2 separate regions of the Mus musculus genome follow, and region 1 is linked to region 2. Evidence: chromatin contacts called from public HiChIP or PLAC-seq data. All regions are on one chromosome and are shown on one strand. Each heading gives the region's core, a stretch centred on a gene start, on an enhancer-like site or on the middle of the called end of the contact. The rest is flanking DNA. Distances are from core to core; before and after follow the strand shown. Region 1 overlaps Mrps6 (mitochondrial ribosomal protein S6). Region 2 overlaps D430001F17Rik (a long non-coding RNA gene).

Region 1 (5,198 bases), core at 1,777-4,276, 130 kb after region 2:
TCTGGAACGGTTGCTAATCACCATATAAACTCTTAGGCTTTTCTGCTTTGCTTTGTTGTTGTTTTGTTCTTTTCCTTTTTTGACAAGATGGATATCAAAAATAGTTGCTGTGCAAAAGTTAGTAGTCTTCTTCAAGAAGAAAACAGTTCCTTTTCTAATACTATCCTGTGAAATTGCTTCACCCATTCCTTTATTTTAAAGCCAAATGTCAGCAGAATACTGCTGTTTTTATCTAAATAATTTTAATATGTAAGTATTAATGCATTTAAAAAGATGTCTGCGTTGAGAAATACTTCACTAGTGTACTGCCTGTGAAAACTTTGTTCAGATTTCTGGCTAAGACACCAGTCAGTATACTGGGGCTGCACATTACATACATGTATTATTTTAGTCAGGTATTGTTGTAGACCAAGCCTGGTTATAATAGAGTAGACTAACACTAGTTTGTTATCAGTTAATTTTTAATTATTTCCAGTTTACTCTCTTGTTTTCCTCATACTCTTCTCGTTTTCAGATTCCATTAATCGGGTCCATTTCATTGTGTAAGGCTTCAGTTTCAAAGAAAATAGAATTTGATATAAGCCAGGTTACTTCCATCTTGAAAGGAAAACAATTAAAACTGTAGATTTAAAATGGTTAATTATCTGTGACAATTTTAGCCTATTCTGTATACAACTGATTTTTAAAACTGTAGACTGTGTTAAGTGTTACTGTTGTTTAAAAATGGGGAAAAAAACCTGAAGCAAATCTGCTTAAAGAGCTGTTGGTTCTCATTGCTGACCACAAACACTATGTTCATGTGTACTCGTGTTATTTTTTGAGCTGCTACATTAGCCTGCAGACGTATTTGAAAATTTAAGATGAATATATTTCTTGCAAAGTCCGTTCCTTTCTGTGGTATCTTGTCCTGTAACTGAAGTGTAGTTATTATTTTATGGAAATGTTAGAACTTCTGTACCAACTTTGAATAAAATGAAAACTTTACACTTCTGTGCCTCAGTGTGAATATCTGTCCCAAACTCAGTTCTGTGTCTTAGTTGAACAAGTCAGAGTCTACCTAAGTTCTTACAGTCTTGACTCTCGAGTGCTTGCAGAAACCCCCGTGCTAGTGTCGCTATATTAACCATTGTGAACAATGCAAAACATGGAATAAGAATATTCTTGGATTTTCCCTTATGACTGGTGTTTGGAGAAGACACGGGAGTGTGTCCTCCTGGAGCTGCTCCTGGCACCTTGGCTTGCAGATACACAACTTCTTGCTCACATGCCCCCTTTAGTTCTTGGTGCCCTTTTATGACAAGGACAGTCAATCATAATTAGTGTAAAAAGCCAGAAAGTAACATCGAGTGGTTTTAGTCCAAAGACTTGAGGTGGTGTTGGTTAGCTCATTAAAGAGAAGTCTTAAAGCGGTCTGGTGTTACATTCCGTTCTGTGCCCTTGGTTTCCCTTAATCTGGGACAAATTCCTGCTCCCCAGCCCCATGTCTGAGGTCTGTGAATCTGACTGTCTCACAACTTGGGATCATTTTATTTCCTAATGATTAGATTGTATGTTTGGGGAGGGAATACAATATAATGGTAGTATGTTCTCAGAACTTACACTAGTAGTCTGTTGTTGTTATCCCATTATGGTTGAAATTAATCTTGATACTTGGTCAAGGTAGTATCTTTATATCTCTACACTCAAGTTATTTTTTCTTCTGATAATTTGTGAGGTAATTTAAGGCCATGAAAGCGCTTACTATTCTCCATCAAACAGAGCACATTGTTTTGAGCATCTACTTAAAATTTTTGTTTAAGTTGTAACTAACAGTACAAAATGGTTATCTTCCTCATCAGTGTATACTCAGAGTTAGTTTATCCAATAACTCATAGGCTACAGTTGTTGTTGTTCATGTGTTTCCAGATTTAGCTAGTGGGACCTTCAGGAAAGTTTTTGTGTTCTTTTGACATGGTTCTGTCAGTGTTTGAAGTACCTATTTCTAGGATACCAGAGTGTACTAGGTCCATTGTGTTCTTTCTCTATCCCAGTTGCATCAAGTATTTGGTAGAAAATGGTCTGCATATGCTCCCTCATTGCTGTAGGAGAATGGCGCATCTCATCTTATGATTTAGAGGGCATCACCTACATCTACTGGCTTCAATTCTGTTAAATGTATCTATGTGTGTATGGTTCTCTCTGTCTCTGTCTGTCTCTGTCTCTTTCTGTGTGTGTGTGTGTGTGTGTGTGTGTAAAGTTGACATTCAGTATCTTCCTCAATTGTTTGAGCTTGCTAACTGTAGTTAGCCATTTTGTCCTTGGGATCTCCTGTCTCTGCTTCCAGTCCAATGTTGGGATTGTAGATGGCCACAGTGCCTGCCCAGCTTTTACATAGGTTCTGGGAATTTGAACTCCAATGATTGGTAATATTAACCCTCTTGTTACATAACCTCTGTAAAGTTAGAAGGCTTTTTTAATGGCATATTTAATGAATATGGAATTCTAAGTTGGAAAACTAGAAGCTAGAAAATAGTGGAAATTTGAAAGCCTAATAGGATATTTTCCTGACTTATATGTCTCATGTTCCAAAACTTTATAATTAAAAGCTTTGCTGAAAGTCTCTGGCCCCAGGTGGGCTCTTTGAGTGTGGCAACATAGCCCTGGGGGTGGGGCAGCTGCTCTCTTTGGCCCTTCCTGTGCTTGCTTAGGTTGCTACATTATTTTCTGTCTTTCCTCTGCTCAGAGGAGTTTGTACACTGTATCTCCAGCTAATTCTGTGGACAAACAAGCTTAAGTAACTTGTGTCAAGCTTGGCTTTATGAGCACTTTGTGCCTCATCTTGTGACAGCCCTTCTTTTTATTTCCTGGGTCTGCTGGAGCCCCCGACAGAGCTTTCCCTTCTGGGTCACTTCCTCCAAGACAGCTTTTTTTCTGTTCCTGTTGGTCTTTCATGGAAGGCGTTTCTCAGCTTCAGTATTTGGCCACAGTGGCCTCCTCCTCAGGGGAAAATTCTGCAACATTTTTAGAAAAAAACAGATTGACTGCAGAAAGTTTTGAACTGAAGGGTGTGGCTGGAGATGTAGCTCAGAGAACTACTGTAGTGTGAGGTTCTTAGCTCTGTCCTCAGCAGGCCCCCAGGGAAGAGGAACGTGGTGAGCCACCATTCTGAGAACACGGGGTTTTGGTTCTTAGCCATTTTGGTGTGGCACCCTACTTGGAGCAGTGCTTGTACCTCCTACCTCTAACAAGTCCTGCACGTGCACCTTGGCATCCACCCGCAAGTTTCAGAGGCTGATCCTCCTTCCTGTAGTTTTCCAGCTCTTCCCATGGCTGTTTCTTTCCTCTCCAGTTTTTCAGGACTTTACCCTAGAATGTGTATCAGTGTATTATGTTGTATACTTTGTGTGTTTGTGTGCACATGCACACATGTGTTTGTGTGTGTGTCTTGTCATGCATGCTTCAATAAAGCTGAAAAAGTCCTCCTCTTAGAAGCGCTAGTGGGTTTTCTAGAGACTGGATACTAGCTAGCATTGATTCTTCCAACTTCCTGGTGTGTCTTGGGGTCTGCTCTTGTATGTAAGCCTTTGAAGGTTGAAATTTTAGAGCTGTTGCCCTGAAAGAATTCTTCCCTGAAAGAATGTTGGCCACCAATAGCATAGCGGGCGTTTACAATTCTACTTATATAGGACTATGAAGACTTGATGTTTCAAAGGTCCTACCTATCAAACCATTTTATTATGATACTTGACCTACTTAGTACACAAAACTGCAGAGATGTAGTATGGTGAGTGAGTACCGTTTTTCACTAGATCCTACAAATTGTTGGTAAATACTAATTTCCCCTTGGCCAGGTTCCCGTGATCCCATTTTTGTCAACCGATAGTCTTTTATTTTACTTGTTTCTGCTTAAGGCACCACATTTAGTATATAGCAGTGTGCTAGGACTCAGTTAGAGGCCAACAGCATCACAACTCCCATATGTTTCTGGAGCCTCATTGTTGCCTGCACACTATGTCATTATCATACTTAGGTTCCTTTTGTTTTTTTAAACAGTAATACCATCTATGAAACCATACATGTACAAAAAGCAGGCAGCAACAAAGAGCCCCACATAAATGTGGCACTAAGTAGACTGCAAGGTGGACACTTGTCTATGGAAGGAGCCCACAGAGTGTGGGGCATGGGAATGTGTGCAGCAGGTGAGTGACCCTTATTTTTTACCACTTTGCATATGTGGATGTCTGCAAATGGCTTTAAAACTGCTAGGAATATGGATTTGGGGATTTCAAATGCATTTTTTAAAAAAAATATTTATTGTATGTATATGAGTACACTGTTGTTGTCTTCAGACACACCAGAAGAGGGCATCAGATCTCATTACAGTTGATTGTGAGCCACCATGTGGTTGCTGGGAATTGAACTCAGGACCTCTGGAAGAGCAGTCAGTGTTCTTAACTGCTGAGCCATCTCTCCAGCCCCTCAAATGTATTTTTTAAAATAATTGACTTTCATTGGGAAGCAGACACATCCACCCATCCATCCGTCTGTCCGTCCACCCACCCATCCATCCATTAGTAGTAGAACACCGTCAGTCCCCCTGCCCTAATAATGTTCATTTCACTCCCAGAAAGTCCTTGTTTTAGGGAGTTTAGTCTAAAGATCCCATTGCTCAGGTTTTCACTCAAAGTTCTGTCTGAAATGTTATTTTTTCCATCCTTTACTGAAATAAATGTACTCGCACGTTTTAAAATGTGGTATGATGTACTCTATTCTCTGGAACATGGTCTTCATTTGTCTTCTGCTGCTATAACAAAGTAACAGAGAAATAATTTGTGAAGAATAGAAGTTCCTTTGAGCCATAGATGTGGTACCTGGAAAGGTCAAGAACATGGTGCTAGCATCCCTCACTGTCCTCTCCCAGTCCAGCATGTTGAGGACATTGTTGAGTTATAACATCAACAGGACAGTAACGAAGTCAGAGTATGACAGAGCCGCTCCTATGTAAACCTCTAACCAAGAGAGTATCAGTTATCTCCTATTGGCCCTATTCCAAATATCTTTAACATAAAATTCAAGGACTGTGTTTCTCACATGCAACTTGAGAGATATATTTTTCCTTAGCACAGCTCAGGGCACAAATTTCATATCCGTTGTCATCTTAGTTCTTGTTTTTGTTTTTTGAAGTCAGGGCCTGTGGAGTAGGACAGAATGGCCTTGAA
Region 2 (5,005 bases), core at 53-2,552:
TACTGTGAGCATCACTATTCCCTTGGCAGGGATCCTGAACTGTGTGAGAACAGAGAGACCCAGCTGGGCGCTCCCATGCAGGCCCCGACTCCCCGTTCTCTCTGCTCTTGACTGTAGGCGTAACCAGCTGCTTCAGGCTCCTGCCTTGACTTCCCTGAAGTGATAGACTGCAACCTGGGATTGTGAGCTAAGTAAACCCTTCTCTTAGTAAGGTATTTTTTTTTTTAATCGCATCCACAGGAAATAAAAGTAGATAAACATTGAGAGGTTTATTAAGGCCATCTCCTCTAGTTTTTGTGCATGTTTGAATATTTCCATAATAATAATAAAAAAAGAAAAACAGTTACCTGTCTTATATCTATCCCTAGGACTTTTATGTTCAGGGAATGGATTTAATACATTTAATTAAAGCATGCGAGGTAATAAAATTACTAAGTTGCTGTAACACAAAAGCATTTGTGGTTTAAACATTGAATCTTCAATGCCGTTGCTCAACGATGCAAATAATGTGGACTTTTGATTCTCACTCCAAACTTGAAAAGGAGACTCTTGTCATGAGCCTGTTCCTGACTCTCCACCAGGCATGGAGTTAGCCTGATCCCTGATCCCCGATCCCCGGCTTTTGCTGCATTTCCGGTAACTATTTCCTTTTCTTTTCCAATAATGTTTTTTATAATGTGAAAACATTGCATAACGCTTAGAAATGCATTCAGTCTCGTTGACTCCTAGATTTCATTATTTTTCTGTGGGGCTGACGGGGCATACTGAATTCATCCTGTTAAATACAGGAACTAATAGGGGTTCTGAGAGGTTAATTGGATTTAGTTAGTTAATTCTTTCTTGTAACTGTGTCTCCTTACAGACATACAGCGTGCACTGAGCTGATGACATATCTGATGTGGTTCAAGGCTCCCGAGAGAGCTAAAAGGTACCTGAGTCTGAGGAGCCCTCAATGGGGAATAGCAAGCCAGACAGCTTGCTAATGGACAGACAGAATGAGACACCTGGCTGGCCCTTCAAATGGGCAGAAGTTTCTTACCTTCCCATACTTAATGCCAGGATTAGAATCCAGGCCCAGAGACCAGCCCACCTCTGTCCAATGGGACCCAATCTCTCGGCAGCAATTCTGGCTCTCGGTTTTTAATCTTAGATTCCAGTTTTCTTTGTTCCTTAATTTTCCCTGTGGGATGTTTTTTTTTTTTTTCCCATAGAGCTTTGTGTGGTTCTGTTATGGAGCATAGAAGGAGGGCTGATTTCTCTGTTGGGAGGTGAGGGGAGCACTCTGTCACTCTGATGGAATGGATTGGAAGTGGGTGGATGCTGGCCAACCTGTGTCCTGCTAAGATGCAGCCTAGGGGAATGTCCGTCCCTCACCCCCAGCTGCCTTCGCTCTGCTGGCTGCTGGTCACGTGTCCCTGTTTACCTGCACAGGCAGTCATTATTCACCCCTTCCCACGTACCCCCACACTTGCACACAAAGCCAGAGAGTGGCTTACATTTTCTTTTCTTTCTTTCTTTTATTTTTTTTTATTTTTATTTTTTTTTTTTAAAAGAACCTTCCCCAAACCCATTCTAAAATGTCAAGTGTTTCAGTTTGAGGAAAAAAAAAGCTGAAAAAACCGTGACTCATGACAAGGCTGACAAACAGCTCTGAGGGTATGCTGGTGAGTCACTCTGAGACTGTAGCGGCGAGGGCCAGCGGTGGGGAGATTGTCAGGAGACCAGCCAGTAAAATTCCACAACTCTCCCGAGCAGAGTAGGAGGTAATTCAAAAACCCTGGGATTTTTCCAGCTCTCATTTCATGTAGGACTCAGGCTGCTCTTAGATATGTTGATCTCCTCAGGAAATCATCAAGAATGATTACCAAAAATATAAAACAAAAAAAAAAACCAAAAAACAAAAAAAACCCCAAAACCCACCCCCACGTTATTATCTTTCTGTGCCCAGTGCCATGTTGAACCAGCCCTGTTTGCCACTGCGCACTAGCGAGGCTGCTGGGTTGTCTGGAAGGGTCTTGGGTTGCTAGGCAACAGCACTGGCAGCATCCATCATGCCCAGTAATATCAGTGTGGCCAGCAGAGCACATTGGTCCCCCACCCCCACCCTCTCCCCCAGCCTCCCCACCCCTTGTGAAAATGTTAATTTGCATCTTGGGGACAGGAGCTGTGCCAGGTGATCTTGTGTATAAAATAATTCAGTGCAGGGTACAAAGTGCAAATACTGTTTCTAGTCGCAAGACAGAATGTGTGACGTCGTCGTCGTCGCAGATACAGACCTGTTTGTGAACGTACTTTATATTAGCCGTGTGTGTAGGTGTGATGTAAAAGCCATTGTGTCAAATGCATCCTCATGTCTTCTGCCGTTCAATCATTTTTCCTGTCTGCCCACACACATCTTATTTACGCCTTGCTCTCTCTCTCTCTCTCTCTCTCTCTCTCTCTCTCTCTCCTCCCTCTGTCCCTTCCCCCTTTCTCTTTGTGCTGTGGTCTCCTGGTGATGGAGTTATTGTTTGTATGTCGGGATGTGTAGACAGGAGGAAGTGTATTTCTAGAGGTGAGAGGGCCCCATGGTTATGGTTGGAGGCCTCTCTTTACAAGGCTTTTCAATGTGGCAATTGTGTTCCAGAAATGCTTCTTTTGGGGGTGGGTCTCCATCAGGCCAAGGTCTGTCTGTGCCTTTTATTTACTGTCAATAGGCAGCAGTCACAGGGAACTGGTAAAGGGCCAGAGGGAGCAATGTGGCAGGTGGGAAGGAGACCCAAATCTTTTCTCCTTCCCAGTCCACGCTGGCATTTCTACAAGTTACTGCATTCTGTGACTTTCCTGGGAAGACACAAACAAATGTCTATTCACCGCCGCAGATAGGGCACTGGCCCACTAAAGTCCAGCGTGGCGAACCAGTGGGTTTATTAGGCTTCTTTGTAGGGGCATGGGAGCTCAAAGACAGCTGCAGCTCCTGGGTGGGTGAAGTCTCCTCTTCTCAGGTGTGTCAAGGTGTCAGCGAAGATCAGCCATCATGGGTATTTAAGTTCTCAGCTAGCCCAGGAGGTCTAAGCCTTCATTTCCCCCAGAGGAGAAGCAGGGCATCTTCCATACTGGTACGCAGAGTCTACACGAGTGGTCCTGGGAAGAGGGCTGGGTTACAAGCTTTTCTTCAGACTCCTGGCCCTGTGGCCTTTCTTGCTGGTTCATTATGAGATCTGTTGTCCTCCCTCCCCACCTTCTCTCCCTCCCTCCATCCATCTCTTTCTTTGTTGTAAGGAAAGGTTTTTGTTTCAATTCAATTTTGGCTTACAGTTCCACAGGCACAGAATTCATCATGGTGGAAGGCATGGGAACCTGGAAGCAGAGGGTACATTTCATTTCTACAAAGGAAGCAGAGAAGTGGGGGAGGGGAGGAACTTGCCTTCCTTAAGATTATCTCTTGATACTTCGTTCTTCAGTGGACTGAGGTCTCTCCTGGAGTAGCCGATAAGGTTGGCAGAAGCTTTGGGTAGGACTTTGTTGGCGTTTGAGCCATGGCCTGGGCAAGCTGAGCGATGGGTCTCTGGAGCTCAGGAGGTTTGGGTTGGCCTCTGACATCTCTCTTCATCACCACGGCACTGCGCTGCTGTTCAGGGAGAGCTACATCTAATTCCCAGCTGAGACTGAGCTGTCAAACAGGAAGTCAAACAATGCCTTTTTTGAAGGACTGGTTCTTATTCTGAGGTTGAAACCACAATCGCTGGAGATGGTTGATGTCAGCACCATCTTCTGGTTGACTAGCGGAAGACGCCTCCCATGAAAGGAAAGCGACTGTGTCTCTGGGCTGGTGTTTCCAGTGAAGGGGCAGCAGAATGGACAGCTTTGCCTTCGAGTCTTAGACCACTTCCTACTGCTATGATGACTAAGTACTTGAGGCTGGGGAATCATAAACATGGACCCAGGGAAGGTCAGAACCAGGTGGCTGCACCTGTTAGCATCTGGTGAAGCAGTATACCATGCAGCTGAGGTCACATAGTGGGGGGGGGGTGGTGGTGGTGTGCAGTAATGAACACGGATAAAGGGGACAGAGGGGCTGGCCACTTTCTAACAACCCATTCCAGAGAACAAATCCATTCCTTCGAAGATTACTAGTCTTGCCCAGATGTGATACACATCTGTCATCCCAAATGAAGGCAGTTTAGTAGATCAAGCCCAGCCTGGGTTACTCAAGACTTTGCCTCAATATGATTTTGTCCTTGTGTTTCCTATTTACTTTGTATTTTCTATTCATTAACATTAACCTCACAGCTAACCACACTAACAGGCATTTTCTTCCTGAGGCATGTCTTTCAGGACTTAGACGCTCATGATACTAGATAGCCCTTCAGCATGATACACCGAAATCACCAACAAAAAAGAAAAAGGCAGGCCAGGGGTATAGCTTAAGATAGAGGGCTTCCTTAATGTGTTCTTGAAATTCGGTTCCACTCATAGCAACACATGCACCGCCCTCCCCTCCCCCCCCCAAGACACACACACATACATACCACACAGGCATACAGATAAGAGAGTATTTCTCTGTTTGACCTCAGCTGGAAAATGTTTGTTGGTAATTCTTTTATCCTCCCAGGTGCACACATGTCCACACCCGACCAAGAAAACACCCTGAATATTGATTTGGGGGATTATCAGTGACCTTCAGTAAGCAGGAAAATTCAGGTATTCAGAATTGGTGTGGTGAGGATTACCTGGATGTTAAGTGTCCATTTGCTAAATGCTCAGGGAACGGCTGCAAGAGAAGTCAAACATATGTGCTGTTTGCTGTCAGATTGCCCAGAGACCAGGCCAGGGCCGGAAAACAAACCAACAACTTGCTCTGCAAACAAATAAATTCATCATTACAAACTGTGGCCAGGGCCCTAAGGGTACTGAGGAGGTTCAGTGTTGAGAGTGGTAGATGCCTGGGTGGTTGGGAGTGAGCTCTGTGAAACATAAGGGTTGGGAGAAGCTAGCTGTGACAAGAGGAGCAGGGGAAGTCACA

The links. HiChIP or PLAC-seq counts read pairs in DNA pulled down with a chosen protein or histone mark.
Region 1: a contact with region 2 is called in an H3K4me3 HiChIP or PLAC-seq map of bone marrow-derived macrophages, with 2.3 times the contacts expected there. The contact joins two enhancer-like sites. A contact is called at or near these places in 2 of 484 Hi-C or Micro-C datasets (CD4 T cells and nephron progenitors), 5 of 115 datasets of contacts at active chromatin or transcription factors (bone marrow-derived macrophages, embryonic stem cells and extraembryonic endoderm stem cells) and 1 of 9 other capture datasets (adipose tissue).

What each region holds. Positions count from the first base shown.
Region 1 is chr16:92,086,490-92,091,687 of GRCm38.p6, forward strand. The region is part of intron 1 of Mrps6 (mitochondrial ribosomal protein S6); the gene reads left to right. Slc5a3 (solute carrier family 5 (inositol transporters), member 3) reads left to right here. Exons shown (of 2, transcript NM_017391.3): 2 at 1-984. Among named protein-coding and RNA genes, the nearest start is that of Mrps6, 31 kb to the left of the region's middle. Within about 2 kb of position 3,027, at least 10 of the 459 cell types and tissues checked have an H3K27ac peak or open chromatin away from gene starts, as enhancers often do. A contact at or near this core is called in bone marrow-derived macrophages, where this site is marked.
Region 2 is chr16:91,961,024-91,966,028 of GRCm38.p6, forward strand. D430001F17Rik (a long non-coding RNA gene) reads left to right here. Exons shown (of 4, transcript XR_876250.1): 2 at 118-212; 3 at 543-636; 4 at 863-5,005. Among named protein-coding and RNA genes, the nearest start is that of D430001F17Rik, 9.5 kb to the left of the region's middle. Within about 2 kb of position 1,303, at least 198 of the 459 cell types and tissues checked have an H3K27ac peak or open chromatin away from gene starts, as enhancers often do. A contact at or near this core is called in bone marrow-derived macrophages, where this site is marked.